Regions from separate parts of the Capsicum annuum genome. Here region 1 is linked to region 2. The links are chromatin contacts, called in public Hi-C maps. All regions are on one chromosome and are shown on one strand. Each heading gives the region's core, a stretch centred on a gene start, on an enhancer-like site or on the middle of the called end of the contact. The rest is flanking DNA. Distances are from core to core; before and after follow the strand shown. Region 1 holds the start of LOC107870981 (ABC transporter G family member 1). Region 2 has its middle 70 kb from the start of LOC107870980.

Region 1 (7,006 bases), core at 1,009-3,508, 94 kb before region 2:
GAAAAAAAGGTAAAAAAAAAAAAGGAAAGACAAAATGAAAAAAAGACAATGAAAAAGAAAAAATTGAAAAACGAAAGAAGAAAAAAAAAAAGGAAAAGAGAAAATGAAGAAAAAAACTGAAAAAAAAGAGTAATAGAAAATAGAGAAAAAAACAAAAAAAGGAGAAAAATAAAAAGAAAAAAGAAAAAAAAAATACAAAAGAAAAAAAAAAGAATTGAAAAAAGAAAAGAAAGACCAAACGAAAGAAAAGGAAAAGAAAAAAAGAAGGAAGAAAAAGAAAAGTAATAGAAAATAGAGAAAAAAAATACATGAGAGAAACTATGAATTGTAATTATGAAAAATTAATAGGTTAGAGGAGGTTATGGATTGTAATTAATTGAAACTAGGCTAAATATGATAATTAGGAGTCAATATTGACTAAGTTATGTAATTGTCCCATTTCTAATCACCCTACCATACTTTTTGACAATCACATAATTCAGTAATTTTAATCAAAATCATGTATTTATATATGTTAATATATTTTTTTGTATAAATATAAATACAAGATTATTTGTCGATTGCGAAATCTTTGTAATATAGATATATTCTTATGTACATTTTTCTTTAAAAAAATTGTTTTCTTAGGATAATTAAGGGAAGGTTTTGGGTTCGAAATCGAGAGGGCGTCATGCAGAAGCTATTAGTTGCAAACCATAAGACGATAAATCAAACGACACATGAAAAATTAAACTAAAAATATATTATTGGATATGGTTTGGCCAAACGACCTACAAATTTAAAATAAAATTGAAAATCGTAAAACTTATTGGGAGAAATCTCCCCCTAAATAAGACTCTTTAAACGATTACATTGTGAATGATATTGTGTTGTTGTATGAGAAAAGGGTCTTCTATTTATAGAGTTTCAAAACTTTTCCTACAAGAAAGAGGTTAGCCAAATATAGAAAAGAATTATATTTTCTTTTTAGGAAAAATAAAAGTAATTATGGTTACTTTTATTTTCCTTCCAAGAAAAATTAAAAACTTAATTTGGTAAGAAAATCAGGGCAAAAATCCTAACAAATCTCCCCTTTTTAGCTTGATTTTCTTCACTTGATCCGCCTTCTTCACATCTTTAATCTTTGTTCTTCACATAGTCTTCATCATTGCTGCTTGACATGCTTAAAAATGAAGCTTTTGAGTTAAAAGTATATGAGCCTTTTTCGGGTTAAAAATATTGGAGCCCTTTTGCAGGGTTAAAAGTGAACTTTATTTTCAAATATATGACAGCAGGATTGTTGAAAATATGATTAACAATTATCTCCACATGTAGCTTTTGGACATATATCTTCATTATCATCAAATTGATTGCAACTTTGTTCAACAATTGAACGATCGATTTATTGAACCGTGGGCTCTGATACCACTCGTTGGGTTCAAAATCGAGAGGGCGTCATGCAAAAGCTTAAAGTTTGCAAACCATGAGATGATAAATCAGACGACAAAGAAAACTAAACTAAAAACATAATATTATTGATATGTTTTGGTCAAGAGACCTACATATTGAAAATCTAATATCGAAAAGCATTAAAAACTATTGGGAGAAAATCTTTCCTAAACAAAAATCTTAAACAACTACCTTGTGGATATTATTGTGTTATGGTATGAGAAGCGAGTTTTTTATTTATAGAGTTCTAAAACTTTTCCTTCAAGAAAGAGATTAGCCAAATATGGAAAAGAATTATATTTTCTCTTTAGGAAAAAATACAAGTAATTATGGTTACTTTTATTTTTCTTCCAAGAAAAAGTAAAAACTTAATTTGATAAGAAATCAGAGCAAAAATCCTAACACATGGACCACACATCTCGTCGGATATATACAACACAATCCTAACACATGGACCACACATCTCGTCGGATATATACAACACAATGCAAAACTTCTTTTATTGTCTAGCATATATTCCTTCATTTAATTCAGATGGATTGAACAATCCATGTGATTGTTGACAACTGACAATTATATATTCTTGGCTTAAACATAATTTTTTTTAAAAAAAATATAAAATTTTGATGGATATTATCGTTGATGATATGGGATTTTCGAAGGAAGTTCGAAAATTTCCATTTTAAGTAGTAAAATAATTTATTCATATTCATTATATTACCTTTTCTTGAAAATAAAATTTATAAATTTAAAATTCCAGACCTACTTCTGCTTCTTAGTAATGCTATTAGTTATAAACTTACAGCTACAAAAAGGAGCAAACTAATTAAAAACATAAATTCATCGAGAAGATGGAAAAACCAAAGTGAAGATGCCAATAGCAATTCTGTTTTCACACAATTGAGAAGTCTTTGATCAACCTTGTTACTAGAGAGGAAATGGTAAACGAAGGCTAAACTTTAGTCCAAAATGAATATATTTCTTTGTACATATTCGTTTGTTCCTTAGCTAAATTCCTTGCCTTGTTGGAAGTCAATCTAGTCTATTTTATTAGTCAATATTTTATCACAACTCCAAATTTCCCAATACCTTCCTCATTGCCGCTATAAATACGAACCCTTTTTCCATTCTTTTCCATGCACATCGTCTCTCTTTTTCTTCTTTCCTATATCGAATTCCAGCAACTAGCTCAAAATCACACACGAATTAACCGAGTGACAAATGGAGTTACAACCTAATGTTCCGAGATGGACACCTAGTCCAAATATATCACCACATAGACGTCATGAATCCGAGACAAATGAAAGTGTTAGCTCGGAAGAAGACATTTCTTTTAGCAACATTAACCATCAAACCAAAAATTTCCCATTTAGTAGTCCTAGTAGTCCAACACCAAATATTGGTTCAATTGAAGCACCATCTCTAAGGGTAGATTCTGAAATTAAAAGATCCTTAGAAATGGAAAATTATGAACCACCACCACAAATTAGTGTTCATCCTATGATTAATACTAGTAATACTACTAATACCAATTATGCATATGATGATAATGTTGATGATCATGTGGCATTGAGTGGAAGGTTGTTTAATACTAATAAAGGTGGTGGTGGTGGTGAAGGAATTTATTTAACATGGAAGGACTTGTGGGTGACTGTGCCTGATAAAAAAAATGGGAGGAGAGCTATATTGCAAGGGCTAACGGGTTATGTTCAACCTGGTGAAGTTTTGGCCATTATGGGTCCTTCTGGTTGTGGCAAATCCACTCTTCTTGATGCTCTAGCAGGTATTCTTTTTTCTGTTTAATTATCTAGTATTTGAAATTTACTGCATCGATTAATCAATTTTTTTATCGAATAAACTTAATATAAGGGGGTAAGATACTCTCCTGTCGAATAATATTTTATTCTTAAAACGTGAAATCATATTCTAATTAGAGGTAAAGAAACTAAACTATCGCGATCTAGCTAGCCGGTAAAACATTTTAAGAGAATATGATCGAATAGTGATGATGAATTTCACTTTTTATTTCGTTTGTTGTTTAAAAGTGTTTAAAAGTGCAACGGGTCCAAAAATTCGGCATTCTGCTTAATGTTATTTTATTGTCTTGTATGAATGGTTTATGAACTACCACACACGCTAGTACAAGGATGGTGAAGGGTTCACATCTTCCATTAATTGTTGTTTGGTGTACACCAGAATGTTTGCCCAATTGAAAGACTTTTTTTTTTTCCATTGAATACTTGGTCCTAGTTTGAGGTTCTGATTCATTTAAATTTATATTGTGGTCCAACATTTTCTATCAAAATTTCTTATATTATTTCCTCAAATCCAAAATTCTTATTAAAATAGAAAGATTATATCTATGAAAGAGATCCTATCAGTGGAAGTTTTTTTAAAAAAATCATATAAACAGAGGGAAAAACAAGAATTGAAGCTTAATTTTGAAAAATAATCTGATGGACATAATACTATTACAGGGAGATTGGACTCGAACACAAGACAAACAGGAGAAATCCTCATCAATGGTCGTAGGCAGTCACTTGCTTTTGGCACTTCGGTACGCTAACTAACGTCTCTATTTTTTTTTTTCTCTAGTTTAACTTCTATACACCATCATTTCTTAACGTGACTGATTTTTTATTTTCTTTTTCAAAGGCATACGTGACACAAGATGACACGTTGATGACAACACTGACAGTGCGAGAAGCAATTTACTATTCAGCCCAACTCCAACTACCCGATTCGATGTCAAGATCCGAGAAGAGAGAAAGGGCTGAAGCAACCATAAGAGAAATGGGTTTACAAGATGCAATGAACACAAGAATTGGTGGATGGAGTGTTAAAGGGCTAAGTGGGGGACAAAAAAGAAGAGTTAGTATTTGTATTGAAATACTAAAAAGGCCAAAACTCCTATTTCTTGATGAGCCAACAAGTGGGCTTGATAGTGCTGCCTCTTATCATGTTATGAATAGAATAGTTCAATTGGCTAAACAAGATGGAAGGACTGTTGTGGCTTCTATTCATCAGCCAAGTAGTGAAGTGTTTGAACTTTTCCATAATCTTTGCCTTTTGTCTTCTGGAAGGACTGTCTACTTTGGCTCCATTTCTGCTGCAAATGAGGTACATATCACATTCTGACTTCTAAAATGTATACCTAATTAATCGACAAATACATATTGTTCTATATATTAATGTATAATATAGTACATATTTTATACCTACGCCTAGTGTAGATATTTTTATTTATTTCACTAGTAAAGTAATTGTTTTTTCCTGACCTGCCAAATGTGTAACTTGCAGTATTTTGCTTTGAACGGATTCCCATGTCCAACAATGAGGAATCCATCTGATCACTACCTAAGGACAATCAACAAGGACTTTGATATTGTAAGTATTATTGATTTATATCTTCTTCTTCGTTTAGAGATAATTAATTACTCATGAGGACTTAATTGGCTATTTATCCTAATTAATTAGGATATCGAAAAAGGAGTTACGGGAAAAACCACTGCCACAGAAGCAATCAACATTCTTGTTAAGTCATACAAGACCTCACAAGGTTGTCAACAAGTTCAACGCAGAGTTATGGAAATTTCCCAACAGGTAATTAATTTGTATAATATTAGTCATGTTGTTTTAGAATCATAATTATGGTGCATATAATACTAACTGATAATTTTATGAACATTTACTTTGTATATAGAGTGGAGGAGAAGAGGCAAAGAAAGGAAAGCAAGCAAGTTTCATTACTCAGTGTATGGTTCTCACAAGGAGGTCCTTCGTGAACATGTATCGTGACCTTGGCTATTACTGGCTTCGTTTTGCAATTTATATTGCTTTGTGCTTGTGTGTTGGCACTATTTTTCATGATATTGGTCACGACTTTGGCTCAATTCAGGTAAATATTCTATTCGTCAATATATATAAGTTAAAATCCAAAAAGTTCTAATTTATTACCACTACAAAATTTAAAAAGGAATTAGCTATGATTTATCACTAAGGTGTTGCTAATTAACCATTAGTTAACATAATTTTTTGATAGTCTATAGTTAATTCATCGTTAAATAAGATTAGCGATAAATTTCTGTTGATCACTCCAGAAGTTGTCTTTCGCCCCAATTCCTTTAGTTTTAATGTGTAAGATGCGAGTTGATTCGTCTAACAACTTTCTTGCTTCCAACTGTTATGTTTTGCAGGCTAGAGGATCAATGCTGATGTTTGTTGCTGCCTTCTTAACATTTATGGCCATTGGTGGATTCCCTTCTTTTGTTGAAGACATGAAAGTATATGCACTTACTAATTATCTCTATATAACAATTTATCCATTTATATAACATAAAATCTTTTACAATAATACTTATATATATGTCTTCCTCTTTTTTTATCTAGATTTTCACTCGAGAAAGATTAAATGGGCACTACGGTGTGGCTGCATATGTGGTGGGAAATACATTTTCTTCGATTCCTTACCTTGTATTAATCTCAGTAGCACCTGGCGCAATGGCTTATTACCTAGTCGGACTACAAAAAGGGTTTGATCACTTTGCCTATTTTGCACTAATGTTATTCGCAACCATGATGTTAGTGGAAAGCCTCATGATGATTGTGGCTAGTATTGTCCCTGACTTTCTCATGGGAATCATAACAGGTAAGAGTGTCAAACAAACGAGTTAACTAAATTTTAACATATTAATTAAAATATGTCAAGTTAATAAATGAACAGATCAATTCTGATGGGTCATATTTTCGCAAGCTAATTTTACCACCTTTGATAACAGGAGCTGGAATTCAAGGTGTCATGATGCTTAATGGAGGTTTCTTCAGATTGCCGGATGATCTTCCTAAGCCATTTTGGAAATACCCAATGTATTACATTGCATTCCACAAATATGCAAATCAAGGATTTTACAAGAATGAGTTCTTGGGATTGACTTTCCCCAACGAGCAAATTGGAGGGCCATCCATAATTAGTGGTGATGAGATATTGAGAAATGTATGGCAAGTTGAAATGGGATATTCAAAATGGGTGGATGTTGCAATAGTATTTGGAATGGTGATACTCTACAGGTTCATGTTTTTGGGAATAATTAAAACTGTGGAGAAAGTTAAGCCTATGATTAGAGCATTTATGGCTCGTTCTTCCAAGAATCCAACTCATGCTGAAGATCCTGACTCTTGATATAAAGTTGTATCGAGAAGTTCAATATTTTCTTGATCGAGAAAATGTTTTTACTCGTGTATTAATTGTATACTTATTTTCTTGATGATGTAAAAGTTTATTATTAGTTGTTGTATTCAAGACCAATGTCTGGTTGGTCCTTTAATTTACCTACTTTTGTGATTATTAAAAGTTGGCTTTTTCCCCTAATTGTATGGTGGATTGATAATATACATATAAAATTTTATAAAACCTTGCGCAAAATTTTTTTATCAAACAATTAATTATTGATTAATTAATTTGAAGTTTTTGTCACATCTCAAGGTTGTTAACATGTGATGCAATCAAATGAGAAGCTAAGCTTCGTTTTTAACTTTAGCATACGTGTGATTACCATAACAGACTGATCTACGCGCAACC
Region 2 (7,221 bases), core at 3,740-6,239:
CACCCTCATTCAAGTTGGATATTTATCAAATGAAATCAACAAAGGTGTTCTTGCAAGTGGCTAAGTTGTGGGTTTTATCTCTGGGTATCTTTGATTACAGAAAAGAAGATTTTCATAAAAATAGGTCAAAGAACCGCAATGATCCAGAAAAGATGAAGAAGCTTAGAGAAGATTATGCGGTAATAAATCAAGAATCGGATATGCACATGACAGATCAAGATGAATTAGATCAAATCGCTAAGCCTTCACAGAATCAGGTAGCGAATTTGATGATGATTCATATAGGTGATACATATATTTTTTTGTCAATGCGCTTGATACATATATAAAGTTGTTAATTTCTCGATTCATTTTCTTATCATAACGGTGATACATATTGGTGATATGTTTTCAGAACTTGGTGATACATATGGCAGATATATTTTGATAGTAATTCATATTTTTGATTCATTTATAAATGTTTGATAAATATAATATATGTATTAAAATTTATATGATATATATTTTATTCCTTTTCGGCTCAAAGGTTTTGAAAAATATTATTTTTGACTGTTTAAACTATTTCAAAACTTTAAAAAAAATCGAAACAATTTTTTTAAAAAAAAGAGTCACCACTTGATTTTTTAAGAAAAAATCAAGAGATAGTAAAGATAATCCAAAATCTCAACAACAGAAATAAAGCTTTGAAATAAAGAAACTAGATAAGGATTTAGGTAACACCTGAGAAGGGTTTTAAGACATTCAAGAGCACCTATTAAACGGTTGACCAAAAGATAATTTTGACTGATTTGACTATTTTTGAAAACATGACTACTTTTATAAAATTCTTGAAATTCGTTTACAAAATATGACATTTATTTTATTCGAATGAAAAGTAGTTCATTTAACTTAAACAATTCTCTTAACAAGAAAGTTGAACTAAATTCGATTTTTGTCAATTTGAGGGAAAAATAAACTATATTCATGGAAATGAAAGAAAAATGATCTTTTATAATAAATAAATAATTTTTTTGAGTGAAAGAAATTTTTAAAGAAAAACACCAATTTGAACAAGTTATGAAATATCTAACTAATTACAGGATTTTCGATTTTTAAAAGAAAAATTGACTTTTATGTTTGTAGAGAGTTTAAATTAAATGAAGTAATTTAACCCATTGATGAAACAAAATGTCATTTTGAATTTTTTTAAAATTCGTTTTAAGAGAAAACATAAAGAAAAGTATATTTTTTATTAATTTCGAACATTGTACTATGTGATAAACAGTACTCAAAGAAAAAATACAGAGATAAACAAAAATAACAATTCAAAGAGGAGATTTATTAAGGTTAATCAAATTTAAGAATTTAATACAACAAATAATCAAATATGAACTTACAAATAAATTAAAGAAGAAAGGTTTATGATTTAAGCCCATTAGAATCTGCCCAGTTTTTTGGGCTTATTTTTGTGGATTTTCAGTCCTTTCAGCTCTGTGTATACTGGTTGTATGTTACAGCTCCTTTTTCCTGCATTTTTTCTGTATATTACTGTGTATACATGATATACCAGTGTAGAAACCTGCGTATTTTGTTTTATTTTTTTATATACACCACCCGACCATGTGTAGGTACTGATTTCGTACACCTGCTGTATTTTGGAGTATATGAGTGTATATCTGCCTGTTTCTTCACATTTTAGCACATTTGAGCTGCTGCGTTAGGGCTTGACTCGAGAGGAACTTTGTTGAGTTTTGAACCAACTCGAGGACGCAAGGGAAAATGGAGTCCAATAGTGGACTCAACCCGGATTTCACATGTCAAACGAAACAAAGGTAAGGAATTAGAATCATTTCGGAACACATAATTTGCAAAGTTCAAAAATTGATCAATATGCATTTCGTGTGGATTGGTTTCTACACGAGTGGGTTTTGATGAAACATAAAAAAAAAAATACACCAAAATGACATAAAAGCCAGTCATATCACACATGAACAAATGTTGGACTGATTAGTTTGCAAGTAAAATAGAAATGAGCATTGTGGCTGTTTTTCAAAGAAGCATAACCCAAGAGGAAAGAAGCAAAAAGTTGAAAGCCATCGATAGACACTCAAACTTGTTGCCAAAATTCACTTAGAAACCTAAACTAATGTCTGTTCCTATCAGGCCTCTAAACCCCCTACATTTTGTTCCAAGTGAGTCTTTTTTGCCCTATCAGCAAAAAACTCAAAGTGTGTGTTGCACACACGCGATGACGTGGCAAAATGAGCTAATTGGAAGCTGACATGTGGCATTGTGGATCCAATAATTATTAAAAATTAATTATATTTATTTTTTTAAAAGTATATACAAATGACATTGAGGAAATTATTAAAAGATAATTCTAAAATTATTTAAAAAATAAAAAAAACTGATTATTTAAAAAAATTATAATTTTTTTAAAAAAGAAATAAATTATTAAAAAAATATTTTTTTTAAAAAATAATTATTAAGAAGAATTATAAATTTTTTTAAAAAATGAAAATAAAAAATGGCGAGGATATAAATTATGAAAAAATAATTATAAAATTATTTGAAAAATAAAAACAAAAAACTGATTATTTAAAAAATTATAAATTTTTAAAAAATGAAATAAATTATTAAAAAATTATTTAAAAAATAAAAAATTAATTATTAAAAAAAATTATAAAATTTTTTAAAAAATGAAAATAAAAAATGGCATTGAGGATATAAATTACGAAAAAATAATTATAAAATTATTTGAAAAATAAAAATAAAAAACTGATTATTTTAAAAAATATATATATATATTTTAAAATGAAATAAATTATTAAAAAATTATTTAAAAAATAAAAAATAATTATTAAAAAAATTATATAACTTTTTAAAAAATGAAAATAAAAAACGGCATTGAGGATCCAAATTATTAAAAAATAATTATAAAATTATTTAAAAAATAAAAATAAAAGCCTAATAAAAAAAGAAATTATAAAATTATTTAAAAAATAAAAAAACTAATTATTAAAAAGAAATTATAAAAAATTTTAAAAAATAAAAATAAAACTCCCCCACCTACCCTTAGCCCCCAAGCCCCCAACGTATGTTTTTATTAAAAAAAAAAAATTGAGACTCCCTAATGGTTTAAAAAGGGCCTTTAGTGTTTAAAAAAAAAATTATTATTAAAAAAGTTTTGGAGTCCTCAATGCCACTTGGCATCTTTTTATTTGTAAATTAATAAAAAAAATGTTCCTCACGTGCCTCCCACAATAGCACTGCACGCGCAGTGCCACATAGGCAAAAAAGGCCCAATTGAAACAAAATGTGGGGTGTTTAAGGGCTTGATAGGAACAGGTCTTAGTTTAGGTGTCTAAGTGAATTTTGACAACAAGTTTGAGCGCCTATCGATGGCCTTTGGCCAAGCAAAAATGGGCATGGTGGCTTCTAACAAATGGATAGATAACAGCACAAAGAACCACGAGAAGGTTATTATGTCTTTGTAACTTCTATCGAGCGTGGTGAGGCTTACTTCACCGTCCTCTTCTCAAGGAATGAAGTGGACAAGCATACGAGAGGATGAGAGTAACACTTATTATGGCTAAAGAAAGAAACCAATGCTCGCTTGGAGCTCCAAATTAAGAACTTTCAAAGACCATAACATATCATGAATGTTTCGTCTTTAGTTCTGGTTTCTCAAAAATCATGAAGGTTTTCAGTTTTGTTAGATCTCTTAAACTCTATAAAGAGTTAACAAAACCTCTACTTTCAAAAGCAGAACTAACTAAATCGGCTCGATTATTACCTCAAACAACTTTGAATAAACAACAACAAAAACAATTTGAGCCTAAATGTTATTAAAACAATAGCAAGGAAAATCTCATAAACCGGCTTTAATCAATTCTACTCCTAATCAAAGAAAGAAATCAAGGCTGACGAGACGTAGAACCTCTAAATAGAAACTTCACATATATTCACCATAACAAATATGCAGTCAAAGAAATGCATGAATTACCTATTTAAAAATTTAACTTTTATTTAAATATTTTTTTAAAAAAAAATCTTTGAACACAAAAAGGGTATCATTTTAAACCTCTTCAAATACCAGATGAAGGGGTAAATACGAAGTAATAACAAAAAAAATCTTCAAAATAAAAATTTAGAGTTAATAAGCAACATCAAGATAAAACCAAAATGAGAAACAAGAGCCTAACAGTAGCCATACAAACTAAAGCAAGAACATCTATTTAGTAGAATTACATAACAAACGTTGTAACACGAAAAATTTTATGGATTTCAAGGCTTCTACAACAAACAATCCCGCCATTACTACAATTATATAAAATAGCTACTAAGGAGCTAAAAAAAAGAAAGGTGTGTTTACCTTTTTAGGGACAACAAACTAGACTACGAGCTTCATCGAAATTTCTCTACTACCACCGGAATGAAATCAGATTCTTAACCTAGAAATTCGAGCTCAATCAAGTTTTATCAAATTTCTTGACCCCGAAATCACTTTTATTTGAGCAAAAAATTCCTTACTTTGAGGCTCTTCGCTCTTGAATCCTCTCTCCAACCTCGTTTTACTACAACAGTGAAAGTATCTATAAGAAGGAGATTAGGGTCGATTTTTGGAATCGGTCGATGTGGGAGACGGGACTTTGAGGTTTTTTTTTGGTATTTTCAAAAGGGAAAATTCAAATTTCAAACTAGGTATAAGGTTGGGTGAGGTGAATTTCGTACTATTCTTGTACGAATTCGAATCTCAAATTTGAAAACACTCAAACGGATTGAGATTTCGTTTTTGAGAGGTCTAGAAGCTTTTGGGGTACAAGACTTTGTGCTTAGCACGCAGACTCATACAAAAGAGGGACAAGAAGACAACGACGTTTGGAAGTAAACATCGTTGGTCACCGTCATTTGGTTGTTGCCTTCTTTCTGTTGGTGATATTGTTGTTGTCGTTGATGGGTAAAGGGGGAAAAGATTGGGTCGGGTCGATTAGGCTGGTTGTAGGCTGATGGAGCGGGCCAGCTGAACTTTGGGCCTGGGTTATATAATTTTTAAAATGGGGTAGGGGCTGGACTGATTTAGGAATAGAGTTTTAGGATTAGGTTAGTAGGTTAGAATTTCATTCAATTTAAATTTAATTTAACCATATTGAAAATTAATTAGCCAATGACATTGCAATTTTGATCAAATTAATTTTAATTGTGATCAAAATTCACTAAATCGACTAAATTGAATTAAAATTTGGAATGAATTATAAATCGGTTTAATTTTGAGTTTCTTGGCTTAATAAAATTAAATAAATATTTTTTAGATAAATTATTTTTGAAAATAAATTATATCTAAATCAAGATCTTACTCATTTGAATTACCTGATTAAAATTTAAGTTTCTGTAAAATAATTATTTAAGTAACAAAATTATATGATTTCGTATATATGAATATGAAAAATATATAATCATTACTTAAAATGAAAAAATTATCTAGTAAATACTTTGGGAAGTTTTTATTTTTATAAAATAAATGTTGCAATTTTACTTAAAAGCGAAGAAACTCAGGATTAAACTTAATCGTGGAGGAAAAAAATTAAGCGTCAACAACTATCCCTTCCCTTTGGGTAGGGTGGATGGAAGTAACCCTGCGCAAAGAAAGTTTGACGTGCCTAATTTTTGTCCAACCACAAATTTAATTTTTGAAAAAGATAGATTTTTGTACGAGTTTCATGGAGTTATGGATGGATCCCGATATCAGGTTTCCTACATATCCAGGTTGCATCAGAATTCATGTCACTTGTAGTTCATAAAACTTGGTTTTAAGCATGATTTTAAGGAATTCACAAATTATTTCAATTTTTAAATTTTTACCGAAAAGTTGGGGAATCAGAGGATTAAGGAGGGGGAGGTTGAAATGCAGTCAAGTTTTCAACAAAGAGCCCAACCTATATATCTTCAAGATTAAAAAAAATCAGACTACTGTATTTACTCAATCGGTAAAAAATATAGTTTTTATTTTAGACGATCTTTGGATTAGGATGAGTAACAAGTTAATTGAGTTGTGGAAAAGAGGATTGTAATCTCTTAACCATGAATTTGGAGCTCTTCACATCTATAGGTAAGAATTTACCCCGACATAATTTCTTAAGCTCAAGGTGTGTTGTCACTCAAATTTGAAGGAAAGAGAAGGTTACTTCCATTATGAGTTTAGAAACATCCCGGGAGTGAAACTGAAACCAAAATATCCTGAAGTACCCACATGCCTTCTGATAGGAGTGTGGTTTGATATTGGTTGCAATCATCCTTTATCTCGTGTCCAAAGAGTCTGACATCCCTCTCTAAAATACGTCCCAATTTGCTACTAAAAAAAAGTTCTACGTTGTGCTGCATCCTTTTTGGAGTCATCTGCACCTGTGATTTTGGTTTGAGATTTTCATCCTCTCGGATGCTCTAGACAATTTCTCAAATAAAAATTATTAGTGATAAACATAATTTATGAAGGGGTATGTATTATCTTACCATATCTTCATGTGAGTTGCTATCGGAGAAATGAAGTCATCCTTTCACGTGGCTATTTGAAGGGCAGTAATTTTTGCAATAATAGTCACAACAACCCTCTTGGTTGTTGGATAAAATATCTCTTTTATCGATTGAATATTTCTTCAAAGTGGGGTCTCCCTCTTGAACACCGATGACACTTTGTGTAGAACGGTCCCTGCAATCGCATAATCTTATGATGATGTGGTAACCTTTTTGGTCACTATCACGATCCAGACTAAGACCTGGCCATGACAGGCATCTCAAGTCCGTCGAGGATCGGAGACCATTCCCATTTCCTAGTCAACAGAATACAACACACACTAACATGGACTGAAGTTCGAACATATAATAAGATAAAGTAACATAAGTTCAATGATTCTGAGTTATATCAATAACCACCAACTGTCGTGCCCTATTTTTGCCAAGGTTAAAAAAAACATGACCCATGAACTTTTAAAAGGATTAAATATTTATACAGAGTTTTCACCTAATTTTGTAAGGAAAATAAGAAAACCTATTTATTTGTTAACACATTTGACTTATGTTTTAGTTTGTAAAAAAATAATTGAGATTCCAAGTAAAGGTTCAAATTATTCTGAAGGGAAGGGGTTAGACATCTTTCAGAATCCACAAATGGGGTACCCGGCTAGACTAAATTTATCAAAGAGGGAGGAGGTAGAAATATTTAAAATGATGTAAAGGGTGTATGTA

What was found. Hi-C and Micro-C count contacts between places; a contact is called where the count stands out from the background.
Region 1: a Hi-C map of placenta shows a contact between it and region 2, with 5 times the contacts expected there. The contact joins the promoter of LOC107870981 here to the enhancer-like site in region 2. A contact is called at or near these places in 3 of 5 Hi-C or Micro-C datasets (bud, leaf and placenta).

The regions. Positions count from the first base shown.
Region 1 is chr5:183,058,830-183,065,835 of UCD10Xv1.1, reverse strand. LOC107870981 (ABC transporter G family member 1) reads left to right here and starts at 2,258. Exons shown (of 9, transcript XM_016717717.2): 1 at 2,258-3,211; 2 at 3,906-3,985; 3 at 4,084-4,548; 4 at 4,729-4,815; 5 at 4,906-5,031; 6 at 5,132-5,326; 7 at 5,625-5,711; 8 at 5,818-6,076; 9 at 6,207-6,796. The coding sequence starts at 2,650. The coding sequence ends at 6,607.
Region 2 is chr5:182,967,494-182,974,714 of UCD10Xv1.1, reverse strand. No RefSeq gene overlaps it. Among protein-coding and RNA genes, the nearest start is that of LOC107870980, 70 kb to the right of the region's middle. Within about 2 kb of position 4,989, at least 5 of the 5 cell types and tissues checked have an H3K27ac peak or open chromatin away from gene starts, as enhancers often do. A contact at or near this core is called in bud and leaf, where this site is marked.